Linked DNA regions of Zea mays: region 2 is linked to region 1. The links are chromatin contacts, called in public Hi-C maps. All regions are on one chromosome and are shown on one strand. The core of a region is the stretch at or near the end of the contact, and the rest is flanking DNA. Distances in the headings are between cores, read along the strand shown. Region 1 holds the start of LOC542658 (HMG-like nucleosome/chromatin assembly factor D). Region 2 holds the start of LOC103634286 (G-type lectin S-receptor-like serine/threonine-protein kinase RKS1).

The links. Hi-C and Micro-C count contacts between places; a contact is called where the count stands out from the background.
Region 2: a contact with region 1 is called in a Hi-C map of leaf, with 10 times the contacts expected there. The contact joins the promoter of LOC103634286 here to the promoter of LOC542658 in region 1. A contact is called at or near these places in 10 of 25 Hi-C or Micro-C datasets (bundle sheath, ear, endosperm and 4 more) and 1 of 3 datasets of contacts at active chromatin or transcription factors (leaf).

Annotation. Positions count from the first base shown.
Region 1 is chr7:153,281,242-153,288,604 of Zm-B73-REFERENCE-NAM-5.0, forward strand. It overlaps LOC542658 (HMG-like nucleosome/chromatin assembly factor D), which reads right to left and starts at 4,460. Exons shown (of 8, transcript NM_001112179.2): 1 at 4,399-4,460; 2 at 4,260-4,305; 3 at 4,097-4,174; 4 at 3,959-4,016; 5 at 3,812-3,856; 6 at 3,232-3,312; 7 at 3,074-3,142; 8 at 2,646-2,958. The coding sequence starts at 4,297. The coding sequence ends at 2,947.
Region 2 is chr7:153,463,987-153,471,349 of Zm-B73-REFERENCE-NAM-5.0, forward strand. LOC103634286 (G-type lectin S-receptor-like serine/threonine-protein kinase RKS1) reads right to left here and starts at 3,852. Exons shown (of 7, transcript XM_020541174.2): 1 at 2,453-3,852; 2 at 2,229-2,330; 3 at 1,969-2,159; 4 at 1,644-1,854; 5 at 1,323-1,560; 6 at 1,104-1,231; 7 at 457-859. The coding sequence starts at 3,815. The coding sequence ends at 732.

The DNA of each region.
Region 1 (7,363 bases), core at 3,210-5,709:
GGAATTCATCCCAAGAGAAAATAGACAAACCATAATTTTTAGCTTCATCTTTATGGTAATTTCTGACTCCTCCAATGCTTATGGCCGTTTGCAAATGAAACGAAAGAAAAACCATGATTTTCACACTAATGAATTATCTAGCCAATCAACATCATGTTAGGGAGGCACTTACTTTTCAGATACTTCGATGTGACATGGCAAGCTTTCAGGAGCTATTATCATCTAAAGTAATCAACAAACATGATACAGTTAAATATAAATATAAACCATCTAAAGTAATAACACTAATGTGAGCTCCCTGTGATTCAAGTTGTTAGTTAAATCAATCTGCGTCCATCTCAAAAGTTTCTGGTCCACGGCCATCCTGTCCTCGTTGCCGAAGAGCACGACATCGCCAAAGAAAAAAATTCGTTGCAGCACCGCCGCTGCCAGACTCTTCGATAACACCAAGGACCAGCCACGCGACCTCCGTCACAGAGGCGGATCCACTATGTGGGCAAAGTGGGCCATGGCCCCATCTCAATTTTTGAAATTCTTTATACCTACATTTTGTATATGCTACAAAATAAAAAAAATATAAGGTAAATGAGATCAAATTAGATAAACACCAGGTCTACCACATCATACCATCGACTAACCCACAAGATCTAGCCCATCATCCTAGGCCACGACCTATGTCGACTAAAACATAGAATGAGAAAGGCATCAACCGTATGTTTGTAGCATCCAACCCCTGCTTAGCGCTCGTCCTAGCGTTGTGCCCGCTGCCCAATCGGCGTCGAATAGTCAGTTCATCATCGTTGGCCTACCGCCTAGCCGCCCACCCAACTGTCATCGTCAGCCATCACTGTCGCTAGCTTGCGGCTCGCCTGCCATTGCCGCCAGCTTATCGTCTAGCCGATAGCCCATCATGGCCGGCCTGCCTCCACTCGGTCACGGCCCCGCACTAGAGTGAAAGCTGTCACGACCACAAGATTGACAGTTTAATGGTGTTTTCGATGTTTTTCTATATAGTTTTGTTCTTTTACTTACATTGATGCTTACTTAATATTTTTTTCTTCTAATTGTAGATTAAATTTTCCTTCGATGATTTGGTGTCGTTAAAAGGATTTTCGATATCCACATTAGTTTATAATAGTCATGATATTACAACTTAACTTTCATGTTATTACCAATAAACTACTTATAGTTTAGCATTTTTTTCTTGTGATTTCTCCATTGCGGATTGGCCCCACCTAGACTTTTGTCCTGCGTCCGCCACTGCTCCGTCACAACGGTGTTGGTCGGGGCGCAGGTCACCGTCCTGTGGTTCTTGATCAGCATGGACCATAGGAGCGTGCTGATGGTCTTCGTCTTGCCCGTCTCGGGAGGCCCCCAGATGAGGCGCATGGAGCAGGCCGGCTGCTGCACTGGGCAGGGGCGAGGGTTGGGAGGTAGGCGTCCGGGGAGGGGGCGTTGGGGCGGAGCAGGCCCGAGAGGCTGGAGTCGTTGAATCCAGCGATGAGGAGGCCGATGAAGACGAGCACGGCAGCGGCGTGGTAGGCGAAGACGAGCGCGAAGGCGGCTAGGAACTTGGCGGCGAGCCTCCGCCAAACATGGGGCACGACGGAGAGGACGCGTGGGAAGGTGAAAGCGTTGCGCTTGGTGTAGACGGAGGCGACAGCGGGGAGGAGCGATAGCATGAGGGTGGGGAGGTAGGCGAGAAGGCAGGGGGCGGTGCTACCGGCGGAGCACGCGCGCGGGTATCGCACGAGAGTTTGTGGGTGGGGATCACGTGGAAACACGCGACGAGGGCAACGCGCAACGAGGAGCAGAGGCGGTTTGGCATCGCGGGCAAGGGCGGTGAAGCCCTGTGGACGCCCTCATTAGATTCTTAAGGAGTAGTATATAGATATAGCAGGATATGTATATGTCTATCAACTATGTATATATTAGAGGCGGAGGTTGTATTGTTTTTTCAATATTGTTTGTGAATTATAAAAATGAGACGTATAATATATTTAAATCATGAAACCGTGTCATATAATGTATTTGAACCGTTAAATGTTGTTAATGGATTTGTGATAACAGTTGGATCATCTTTTGTTTAAATTATAGGACCTCGAGAACAGATTAATCGGTCTGGGCTAAAATTCAGCCTTGGCGTCGAGCCTTACCTTCGTCGTAGGTGTTCTAAGGTATGGCAACCAAGTACAACGAGGCACCCTCGGCCACCGGCGCAACCGTGGACGGCTCTCCGGTGCGGGATGCGGCGGCGACGACGTGCCACTTGGGGAAACACCGACCGCCCCGTATCAATTGACCTCTCGATTCAACCGTTTTTACTGCATTGTGTAGCCCGTTTTTGGTTCATATGCTCGGAGGACGTACGATACCACGAAACGTGCAGATGGCGACATTCCTTTCAGCGACAATCGGCCTTTCTCACGAATCACAACATGTAAAGCCGTGTAGCCGTTGAGACTTGAGCGTACGATCTGCGACCAGCGATTCACGACGCGAAAAGATTCTAACGATTTGCCAGTTGCCAACACTGCACGTGACGACTCCGTCAAATCACAAGAGATCGTTTGGCGCCACGCAATCACGCTACGTTCCACGGATACACCAGACGGCATTCATGCCATCATAGTGTTCTGAGATTTAAAACAAACGTCTATTGTGATCTGAGATTTAAAACAGGCATCATAGATGCTTGGGGTAAGTACAGACTGCAGGCTAAACATCCCAATCCAACAACGGTCGAGTGCCGATGAAGCGAAGAAACTACAAACTAAACTGCCTCACTCCAGGGACGGGACGACACTTGCAAGGAAACTACTCAGAGAAGACGGCACTAATCTACTGCATCTAGAAAGTCCTTCGAGAAAGCCCGGTTAGGCCGACAACGACGAAGATTTTTTTCCCTGACTGCAAACACTTGGACAGAGTTTCATCCGTCATACATCACTCGTCACCCTGCAAAACCAATTTCAAATGAACGAGTCCAATGAGGTTGTTGGATCCACAAAGCAAAACTACTAAACCAGGTGAAAGCACAAATAAGAGCAAGGACTCAAGAGGGTTTGTTCACCTCCTCGTCCTCGTCGTTCACCTCGGACTTGGACTTGTCGGAATCACCAGACGCCGTGGGGTCTCCAGACTGCAACGAGAGATGACACATGTCACGCACCGCAAAGAGGAATTTCGAAGCAACGCCGGACAACGAGAGTTGAGTGTAACATACTGTACCTGCTTGTTGTTGTAAGCGTCGATCTTCTTGGTGTACTCAGCCTTGAGCTTCTCTGCCTTAGACACGTAGGGAGCCTTCTCCTGCATTTGAAGAGTCGCACTACGTCAAACGGTGATGTTCCATCACATTACTAGTTTCAATCATAAATGCACACAAACAAACATCAGAGCGTTAAAAGCAAGTGAATATGCAAGTTCACCAACAATACAGTGAAACAAACAAACACTATCAAATGGGAACAGCACTAGGCAGCAGCAATTCCGCATATATTAAGTCTAAGCAAGCGTCTAATACCTTAGACATCAGTTATTACAATTCGAAAACATGAGGCGCGGTGAAATTTAAATTCAAATCACGAGTAATACCAACCCATTTCGAATTTAACATATGGAATTTTAGCAGATCTAACGATGGATCGGGTAAACATGATATATAATATAATTACTGATATACATACAAACACACAGGGGACGAGCGCGGATACATCTAGAGCAACACGCTTATCGTAAGAACAACGCACACCGCAACCAACTGCGGACTCAAACGGTTAAAATGGGACTGGGGAACAAACAAACTCACGGCATCAGACAGGGACTTCCACTTGTCACCACCAGCCTTGCCAATCTGTCATTCACAAACACAACACAAAATCAGAAACGCAAATATCATAACAGGCCGCCACGAATATTCGAATCGAATGACGAAATCATGGATGAAACAGCTTACCACGGAGACTTGCTTCACATTGGGGTGCTTCTCCTTGTAGTCCTTCCTGAACTCCTCCCTGAAAAATCAGACCCAACCGATCATAACAAAATCCAAACGGCGGGAGAACAAAAGGCCGCATGATCCAATAAAACTCACATGAAGACGAAGAACGCGCTCGGAGGCCTCTTGGGCTTGTTTGGGTCCTTCTCTGCCTTGGTCTTCCTCACCGAGAGCCTTCAAAAAAAACAAACAAATCCAGTTTAAAACCACAAACAAAAAAACGAGAATGGTTGATAGCGGTGGCCAAATCGAATCATACCTGGAGTCGCCGGCGGTGGACCGTGCCCTCGACTTCATCTCGAGTCCTAACGAACCAAATCCAACAAAACAATCAGATGCAACCCATAACGCATCATCTAATTCATAACTATTTGATGTAGAATTCCGAATTCAAGTACCTTGGGGCCTGATCGCGACTAAGGTTTGGGTGTGTGAGCACGAAAACGGTTGTAGGCCGGCGCCGCTCTGATGCGAGTGGAGGGGAAAGGAGGCCACAAGGGGGCGGCTTTTAAAGTAAGGGGCGGTGGGCATTTGCGCGGGATCTGAAATTTTTTAGGCACGTCACCGATCCGGCCACTCGCCTCCCATTGGCCGCGCGGCGCGCCGCTTGCTACTGCCCTCCGCTAGGACTACGTGATCTCCTGCTAGCCTGCGGGGGGCTGCTTCGATGGCTTGGATGAATTGGGAGTCATGGGTCCATCCTGTCAGTAGCTTTGCGGGTGGCGTTCGGTTATTTTCGGTTGGAGGCGGGAGTTTTCACGGTGTGCTTTCTTTCGCCCGCCCTGTGCTTCTTCTAGGGTCAGTCGGCCATTTCGCGCTATAGCGAAACCGATCGAAGTTTTCGAGCCTACGTGTCATCCGTGGTGGGGGGCAGGCCTTTATTGCTTGAAGGTAGAGACGGCCAAACGGGTCGCCCGGCCCGGCCCGGTGAAGCCCGGCCGAAAACCGAGTCGGGCCTGTTGAGTCCGCGGGCTCAATTTTCTGTTCAAGCCTGGCCCGCAGCGGGTCTAAACGGGCCGGGCCGGCCCGTTTAGCACGAAAAAACGTGTCGAAAAGCGGGTTAAACGGGCCGGTAAGCACGTTGTAGTGTTAAAAAACGGGCTTAACGGGCTTAGAGGTAAACGGATTGTGCCGGGCTAGCCTGTCGTGCCTAGTTTCCTGTCCAAGCCCGCCCGCTTATTCGTACCGTGTCGGGCTCGGACCGGGCCCAAAAAGCGGGCTTCGTGCCGGGCTCACGGGCCTCGTGCTTATTGGCCATCTATACTTGAAGGTACTAGTTATCCGTATGTGTTCAGGTCGGCCAGGTCCCTGCGCGCGGCTAGCCGCCCTGCCCCCATGCGCGCGCGAGTCCCACGGCTCGGCCGGCCAGGTCACGACCAAGCCCGGCGTCGGCCAGCCCCGACGGCGCCCTCGCCCGTGCAGCCCCTCATCCCCGCGCTCCTCCCGTGGCGCGGCGGTTGGCCGGCGCGGCGGCTCGCCCGCCGCGGCCGCGCGTCTGACCCCTGCCTTGCCCCAACCTCGCGCGAGTTCGCGCCCTACTCCTTCACAATGACAGATGTTGTGTGGGAGAAGAACGTGAGATGAAGAAACGAAAATTTGTGAAAACACCCCTATCAGATTTTAAAACAGTACACAAATCAGTGATAATTTTTGCGTTTTAAATCCGGTTCGATCCATTTAAGTTACGTTAGATTCGTATTAAAATTATCTTCACGTTAGAAGCATTTTTCCCTAATGTTGCATATTTTATTTAATTTATTTAAACGTTTGTTTGATCAGAGGTTAATAGACCGACATTTTATTTAAATCTAATTTAGAATTACGCATTTGTAAATCAACATCAGCACAGTTAATGTTAACTGAACTATTCTTAGTAAATAATTGGTTAGTTTAATTATGTTATTTATTTATTAGTTTTCGTGTATTGTTTCGGCCCGCGTGCCGCAGTGCTGTTTCGTGTGCGTCGTCGTGTGTCGTTCGCGAGTGTCGCGCGTGCTGTTCGCACGCGTTGTCGCGCGCCGTTCGTGCGTTATCCGCGCGCGAGATTAAATCGTTTGCTTATAATAATTCATGTCAGTTAATTAGTTATTTATTTAATCATCAACAATTAAAATAGTAAGTTAGTGTAACACCCCGGGGTCCACAAACACCCCGGAATGCTATTGAACTACACATCTGGCATTCGTATATAAAATTTCGGCAGCATCTCCTTTGAAAAATTGCATAAACGAGAGGCAACAGTGTATAAACATATATCATGACAAAAAACATACTAAGCATTATTAATCTGCTAGCAAAAGGAAGTTAAACATAACAACATAAATTGAATTAACCAGTGCCCACGGCTAGAAAAAAACATCATTTGACATCGAGTTTCTAGTTAAATCATGGTTGCAACTGGGCAGCGTTATTATAATAGTGAAGGTGGATGTGCTGCTACTTCCCTCATTCCCAACATGAATCAAGTACCTGCATTGAGTAATGCAAGAGTGAGATGATACATCTCAGCAAGCAAATTGTTTTGACGAGATATTTAAACCACAAATTGAATTAAACAACATTTTAAAGGAATCACAATTGAGATCAGAAATACTTGTAGATATAGAACTCAATAGTCCCAATATAACCAATATCATCTCATTTCCTCGAACAACCACAATAGGTTGTATAACACTTCCATGCGTCAAACAATACCTGCAGATATCACTTCAATGTATGCATAGGAATGCAATATGTAGGTCCTCTGCCCTCATACCTCTAAGAGTATAAAAACCACACCATCTGCTAATATCACTTCAATGAATGCAATGCATATGTCCTCTGCCTTCATACCTCTAAGGGTATGAAGCCGCATCGTACCCCTCCTCGGGCAACGTACGATGCTAAGTTGTACCGATACGGTCGGACCATAGGTCACGACCAAACTTCAGATGCAAATGAATCATGCAATGCATATGGCATGCTGCATTTATCAATATACTTCACTTCCTTCAGATACAATACAAACCTCAAATAATACTCCATCTTCCTTCAAGGGTGAAATTAATCTCATGGGTCATACTCGACCCATAAGCATCATCCATATATGATAGAGCATCAATATAATACAATTAAGTAAAACATCATCATAGAGTTCAATTATGAAAGAATCCAATAATTCTGAATATTAGAGTGTAGGCGAAAGAAATAACAGGTCAAAACGGTAGCAACCACCGCTACATTCACTTGCCTTCATCGAAGAAGAAAAATGTACTAGGCATGATCCGGAGTGTAGCCACCTGCTAGCAGGCATAAAACTTAGTACAAATATTTCACAAACATTTGCCAACAATCATCAAATCGCTCCTACACTTGAAACAAAGA
Region 2 (7,363 bases), core at 2,602-5,101, 180 kb after region 1:
AAGAAAGGGTTTGACTTAGTTGGGATTTAAACCCACTCAATCTCACTCAATTCATGTGGATTGGGAGCTAACCGAACAAGCCCTTATGGGATTTTTTGAAACAGTTTTTATCCCTAGTCGTCAGGAGTTTATGGTTCAGTGGTTTTTTTCCTGGTTTGGGATAAAAGAGGATTGGACAAACCGGACCGGATGGAGTCGCATTACATAAGTGGGTTGTGTTTCTAGATGTTCCACTGCCATGTGGGGTCTTCCAAAATTCGGCCCAACTTGTACCCAACGAGATGTGCTTCGACGAGCCTTTTACTTTTTTTTGGGGGGGGGGGGGGGGGGGGGGGGGGCATGAATCTCCATAGGCCACAAAAATCTTTATAGGATGTTGAGATTGACATATCCGTTTGGATTATTCCAGTCAGGGTGCATTTGGTTCTCCCAAAGAAAGCGTGTGCCATACTACTAGTACTAGGAGATAAAAGATCGCGGTACACTGTTTAACTCCCAGATTAGTAGATTACTGCTAGCACAAATACAACGTATCTCTTTACATCATTGGCCTAGGCAAAATATTTTTTGTGACACAATGAAGACACTCTATCTCCCCTCTATCACTGTATTCTCTCATTTGGTCTATATCACTATTCCTCTGTGAAAAATACGCAGGGTGATTTGGCGTCGGTAGTGTTGTGCAGCCACTCTCCAAGTTGAACACTACAGATGACGTGAATGGCCTGTCGTCAGGGTTTTCCTGCACACACAAAAGCCCCATGTGGATGCAAAGTGAAGCTTCGTCTTGTAAGCAGGTATCCACAATACACTTGTCTACCAGATCTTCCGCGTTTCCATCCATCCAAAGGTTCCATGCCTGAAACAAGCACACCGTTCCTTTAGATTGTGTAACACTGTACATTTAAAACCGTTTTTTTATGGTAGTTTGGGAACTTCATTTTCCAAAGAGATTCCTATTTTGCCAAGATAAAATAAACTAATTTCCTTTGAGAAAACATAAACCTCTTGAAAAAAATGGGGTTTCCAAACTAATAACCCTTAGTTTGAGGAAATCAAAAGACAATCATATTTGCTTGCATATACTATGAGGTTTGGGCAACCTGGGATGCGGTCAACAGAGCTTATTTTTATACCGCTCACGATCTCCAGAAGTAGAACGCCAAAACTATAGACATCAGACTTCACAGAGAAGATGCCCTCCATTGCATACTCAGGAGCCATATAGCCACTGTTAAGACCATTTCAGTTGTGAAGGCTATGAGGATGAATTGGTACCAATCATAGGTTAATTTAAGTATTGGGATCAAAGTACCACTCACTATGTCCCAACAACTCGCTTGGTATTAGCATTTTCTTGATTATCACCAAAGATCCTCGCCATGCCAAAGTCGGCTATCTTGGGCCTCATCTCTGCATCTAGTAACACATTGCTAGCTTTGAGGTCTCTATGGATTATTGTCAGTCTTGAATCATGGTGGAGGTACAAAAGCCCCCTTGCAACTCCTTTGATTATCTTGAACCTTGTTGCCCAATCTAGCGGTGCATTTCTCGCGCAATCTACGGTAAACAGTTATGAAAAATGTTATTATATCATAACTCAATCGCATACTGAACTTGTCGTAAATATTGGTAGAACGTACTGAAAATGATGGCATCCAAGCTTTTATTGGGCAGATACTCATATATCAACAGCTTTTCATCTCCATCAATGCAGCAACCAAGAAGCCTGACCAAGTTTCTATGCTGCAGCTTGGCAATCAGAACAACTTCGTTTCTGAACTCCTGAGTTCCTTGGTCCGAGTCCCTGCTAAGTCGTTTGATAGCAACCTCTTGACCACCTTCAAGTGTCCCCTTTGTATAGTTACCATCGAAAAAGCAAGATTGGGATATGCAGTGCAGATTAATTAATTAGATAACCAGTCAAGGAAAAGCAAAGGTAGAAACTTCCATCGTAAACTAAAGTACCTTGTAAACTTTCCCGAAACCTCCCTGTCCAATCATAAACACATTGGAGAAGTTGTCTGTTGCGACTAGAATGTCTTGGAATTTCAGAAATGGAAGTTCAGAATCATTGCTAGTTTTTTCTTCTCCAAGTCCGCCTGAAGTAAAACCTCCATGGAAAATCGTCGTCCGATTTTCCAGATTTATTTCCCTTCCTGCTCCCAAAAGTTGCTGAGTATTTGCTCTTAAGTAATTGAGATCGGTATACAGGATTGATAACATACCTCTGAACTTGCAGACCCATATAAGCAAAATGGAAGTGAGAACAATAACAGCTGCTAGAATTGGTAGCATGATTCTCATTGTGTTTGTTTTTGTCCTTTTACCTGCAAAGCAGCGCACAGTTTATTCATATGATTACATAGTTCAGTATTCAAAGAGCTAAACAAGTGCTAAGATCATACAATACAGTGCATACACCCATCTTCTTGCGACATGAAAATGGTACCTGGCATGCCTGCAACTCGGAGATATAGCGTCTCCTGACTATCGGCACCAGCAGTACTATAGAGGAGCACACCCATCTTCTGCGAGTCTACAAGCTGATGATCACCGATCCACAGCAGACACCTTGTCGCATCGCCGTTTGCTGCGCTGGCATTCAAGTTGGCATAAGCGTATGCCACACAGGAGCAGTTGCCACTGCACTCAGCCGCGCACTCCTGGAAGGTCTTTCTCCCAACGCGCACAAACTTGTCGGGCACCTTCATATCCGTCAGGGCCAAGAAACCATCACCATCACCACACCGCAGCGCCTCCTTTCGCCGGCATCCCCGTGAGAATCTGGCACTGCTCCATCCTTCTCTGTCCACAGGCTCGAACCCCTCAAGGCACTTGCAGGTCGGGGTAGCATCAGAGTGGTCACAGTAGCCAGAAGGCCCACAGTAGCTGTACCTGCTACACTCGTAGTCCGGCGAGACTACAAGCGTTGTCCACTCCGATGAATTTCTGTTCCAGACACTTGTTTCTAGCTTGCCGGAGTAGCTCATTACTGTCCGAATGGGTGGTGCGCCATCGGAGGTAGTGAAGACCATGTATATCTCATCGGCAGTGCGAACATATGTGAATGTCAGGTATACCCCAACGCTGGTATTTGCCTGAAAGAACTGGCTGGACACCGTGAACCCTGTCCACACATTACTGCGCCATTCTGGAACCGAACCGTTCCGGATGAACCACTGTATGAATGGGTCTGTCTCCCCGGCTAAAGAGAAGGTACCCAACGAGGGATCGTCGGCGTCCTTCCAAGAAACAAGGTTGTTGGCTTCATGCGTCTTGTAGCTCCTCCATATCTTCATGGTAGGTAGGAGCGTGTCAGTCGGGTGGTCAAAGCTCTGCCACACCATGATGCCAGTCGGTGACCGTAGGATGAGGTTGCCTGAGTTCGAAAGCACCGCCACGGATCCAGTAGCGTTCGCCGTCCTCGGCGACGGCGATGAGCTTCCAGTTCCAGCGGCCGTGGTGTTGGTCTTCCAGAGAACACGGCCGTTGACATCGGACAAGACAAGGTTAGAATCGTTGGTAAGAACAAGTGAAGGGGCGGAGGAGGAGATGGCCGGTGCCGCCCGGTTTGCAACCCACACCGCGGTGAGCCGGGGGACGTTGTTGTACCATATGCCAATATAGAGCTTCTCCGGAGTGGAGTTGGACGGGGCGAAGAAGCCAAAGGCGAACTCGCCGCCATCAGATACGATGATGGTGCCGGGCATGAGGGGCTTGCCTGGGACGAGACGGTCGTCCGAAGCGCCCAAGGTTGACAAGAGGAGGAGAAGGGCTGCCGTGTAGATCGAGATGGAACTCGGGAATGCCATGCGTCGACTTCGGAAGGCGCGCGCACAGAGAAGCTATGCACAGGCAGAGGCAGCCGGCAGCCCCTAGCCCGCTGCATGCCTGCATATATACAGTATGGATATGGAATGGTGTAAAGTTCCTACTGCATGCTTGGTGTGCACGCAAAATGCAAAAAGAAGACCATGTTTCATAGACTGTATAATGAGTTCAAACAAAGCAGTCAATTTGTGTTGGTTGTTGAGATGTATACGTCGAGGAAAAAAATTTGGTGCAGTCCGGCTACAAACCAGAATGTTTGAAGCCTCTCACAAAAATGAGGATAGACCCCACCCGCAGCAGCAATAACACAACTAAAACGTTATCTGGTGGACCTGCAGGTGAGATCTATTCTCCTTTTTGTGGGGGAGCTACAAAGTTTACAGCCGGCCTGTACCATTTTTTTCCTACATCGAAGGGGATTGTTAACTACCTTGGCTTACAGGATTGTTACCTTGCTGTTTATGTGAAATGGTTCGTCTAGAAGGTTATACGGAACCACATTGCCGCCCTGAATCAAAATTTACTAGCTAAATTCGTCATTCCGTTCCCGTCATCACAATCAGTGAATAACTTAGGTTAAAATCAAAGCAAGCTATAATTTAAAACCGAGGGAAGTGAAGTAGTCCTACTCATTGATAAAAAAAAATCACATCTACCCCTGGACTGGGGGCCTGGGGCAGTTGAGCTTAACGGAATGACACGCAAATGACAAAAGAGAAATAGCCCCCCCCCCCCCCCCCCCCCCCCCCCCCCCCCCCTCTTTTTTTCCCATTTCATTGTTGGCATGTAGATTATTTGTTTGACACTTGTGTGCAGTCATCGTTACGAGGTCACCGCGAACACTGCCGAGGAGACCTTTCCTTGGGATGACTTCCTCATGGATCAAGATAAAAAATAATAATTATATGCGTGTAATCAAAGTTGAGATTGTACTAGTTGTCAGTTGAGATAAAAAAAAAGAAGACTGTTTGTTTCCGAGAAAGTAGCCCTCGAGACGCTATCAACAACCGGCCATAGAATGCAATAGGTGAACTGAGGCATCTCAGCAGGTGAGTTTCAGCTATTTACGTACGTAGTACCCGTTTTTATTTAACATAATAGAGCACCAGTGAGGTAAGAAAAGCATGATTGGTGTAAGAAAACGGGCGCGGACAAACTCCTTGGATTGTTGGTGGCGCTGATGTCTCGTCTCTATCCGTTTCTGCGCCGCGACGAGGAAGTAGACGCGTAATCGCTGGGATGGACGGCACAAGGAAACTATTGTTGATTCTGAACGGACGGGATACGTATAGATAGCAAATAATCGGAAAATACTGTACATAATCAGAAAAAAAATATTTTTTAAGGCGCGACAGATTTTCTGGGCCGTATCAAAACACTTTTCGCTTGTGGGATGAGAACATAAATATTGCTGCTATACGCTTAAAAACTCCATGCAATGACCTTGTGTTTTTTACGGTTGCTATCCTTAAATTTGTTATTTTTTCGCTCTCAGTTTTGGCTATCTGTTATTATAACATCTCATATTTATGACTGTCGGAACCATATGTGTCTATAATTTATGGATCCGATGGTATATTGGTGAAGCCTATAAATAATAATAGCAAAATTACAAATGACACTGCAGTTATTCCTTTGAAGCACATACCTTGACTCTACAACAAAAAAATGAGTACTCTATCGCACATCTATGGTTAGAGATGTTAATAGAGAATTCCCCATCGGGTTATAGCATCGCAGACCCATTCCCGTCATATTTGATCAATCCACATACCCATCATGGGTGTAAAACATATCTCATATCTATCCTCGTTCGGGTTTCGGGTCCCCATTGGGTCCCCATACTCAATTAAGGGATAACTAGGTACTAACATCTAGCACAAACTCTCCAGATTTTAGACATCACCACATCAGCAAGCACTCATTCACGAACCATGATCCATTCATCCATCATCAGAAAAAATCAGTACTTCGGGACCAATAGAAGAAATGGAGAAATAGAGTATGCACACCTTCCTTGGTCACCATCCGAGTTTGTTGGCGCATGAGATCCATGGTCGTCATCCTAGGCTCCTAGCATTCAGCGATGCTCCTCGTCGCTGGTGAAGTCGCCAGTGTGCAATGCCAGTGCAACTGTCCAGTGTACAATGCTAGCGCATCTATCTAGGCGTGCGGCGGTTGGTCGGCTGGGCAAGGCGTAGCGTATGGCTGGTTATTTTAAGATTTTGTTTTTTTGCTAGTCTGATAATTGCCTTGCCGTGTTGCCTTGTTGGGCTAAGACCTGGGGCCTGGTGCGCTGCCATGCTGGGCTTGGTGGCCGGCTTGACCTCAACTCATTCATACAAACATGTGAGACGTACACATATGAAATACCCATGGGTAATCGGGTTCGGATTATCGCTTCCCAAACCTATACCCGTTTACCTAATGGATAAAAATTTTGTCTCATATCCATACCCATGGTGACAATTTTTGTCCTATACCCGTACTCTAATAGGGAAATTCCCCACGAGAAGACATCTATATCTATGGTTGTAATAGTCATTGTGTTCTAAGAGTTTAAGATATCTTCGCTTAAGCTCCATTTCACTATTTATCTGCGCTGAATATGCCGGGTGATTGGGCTTTGGTAGTGTTGTGCATCCAACTCTTAGATCTTGTCTGAACTATACACACGTGCGAGCTGTGCATTGTAATTATAAAAAATCAGAGAATAAATAGTAGTTCTCTCTATGTTGGATCTTTGTGTTTTTCTACTTGTATCGACTAGCTGGCGACATATTTCATAACATATATAGTTCGCATAGACTGGTGTAACACCATGACACTTAGCGACCATTTCAGAGACATAATCATATACAGGACAGGAATTTTGAAGAAATGATTTTATTTTCGTTATTAGGAAATTAAAGCAATGCTGAGAAGACGATAGAGCAATGCTGGTGTCATCGGTACCAACAGGTAGCCAACTGGGCTGAATTGGGTGGACACAATCCAACAAAATGATGAGAGAAGGTTCTTGTGTTGGTTGTTTGTGTCTTATTGTGAAAGAATTACATAAATGATCACTTTAGGAAAGATTTGTTCGGTTAGAAGTGAATTTAAGAGGAGGATTTAAATCTATTTCTAGTCAAATTTGAATAGAGATAGATTTAATCCACTTAAATTCTGTCCGATTACCATATAAGGGTTAGTTTGGTTGCGTCTGAATCAAAATGGATTGAGAGAGATTAAATCCTTTTTATTTAATTTTAACTAGTGAGAGATTTAGTCCTGTATAATCCGCTTCGATCCAGACGTAACTGAACAAGCGCTAAAAGAGGTACAGTGTGGTCATAAGACATGGACGATCGACTGTGTGAATTTACGCATTTCATTCATATGCAGGGTCAGGATAAAGCTGTGTCATTAGATGGTGCAAATGCATTCTCGATTTTTTTTTAAAAAAAATATTTTGATTAAAATTTCTCCATATATATGCTGCTCATATGATATATACAAGTATATGCATCTGTTAAGACAAGTATAC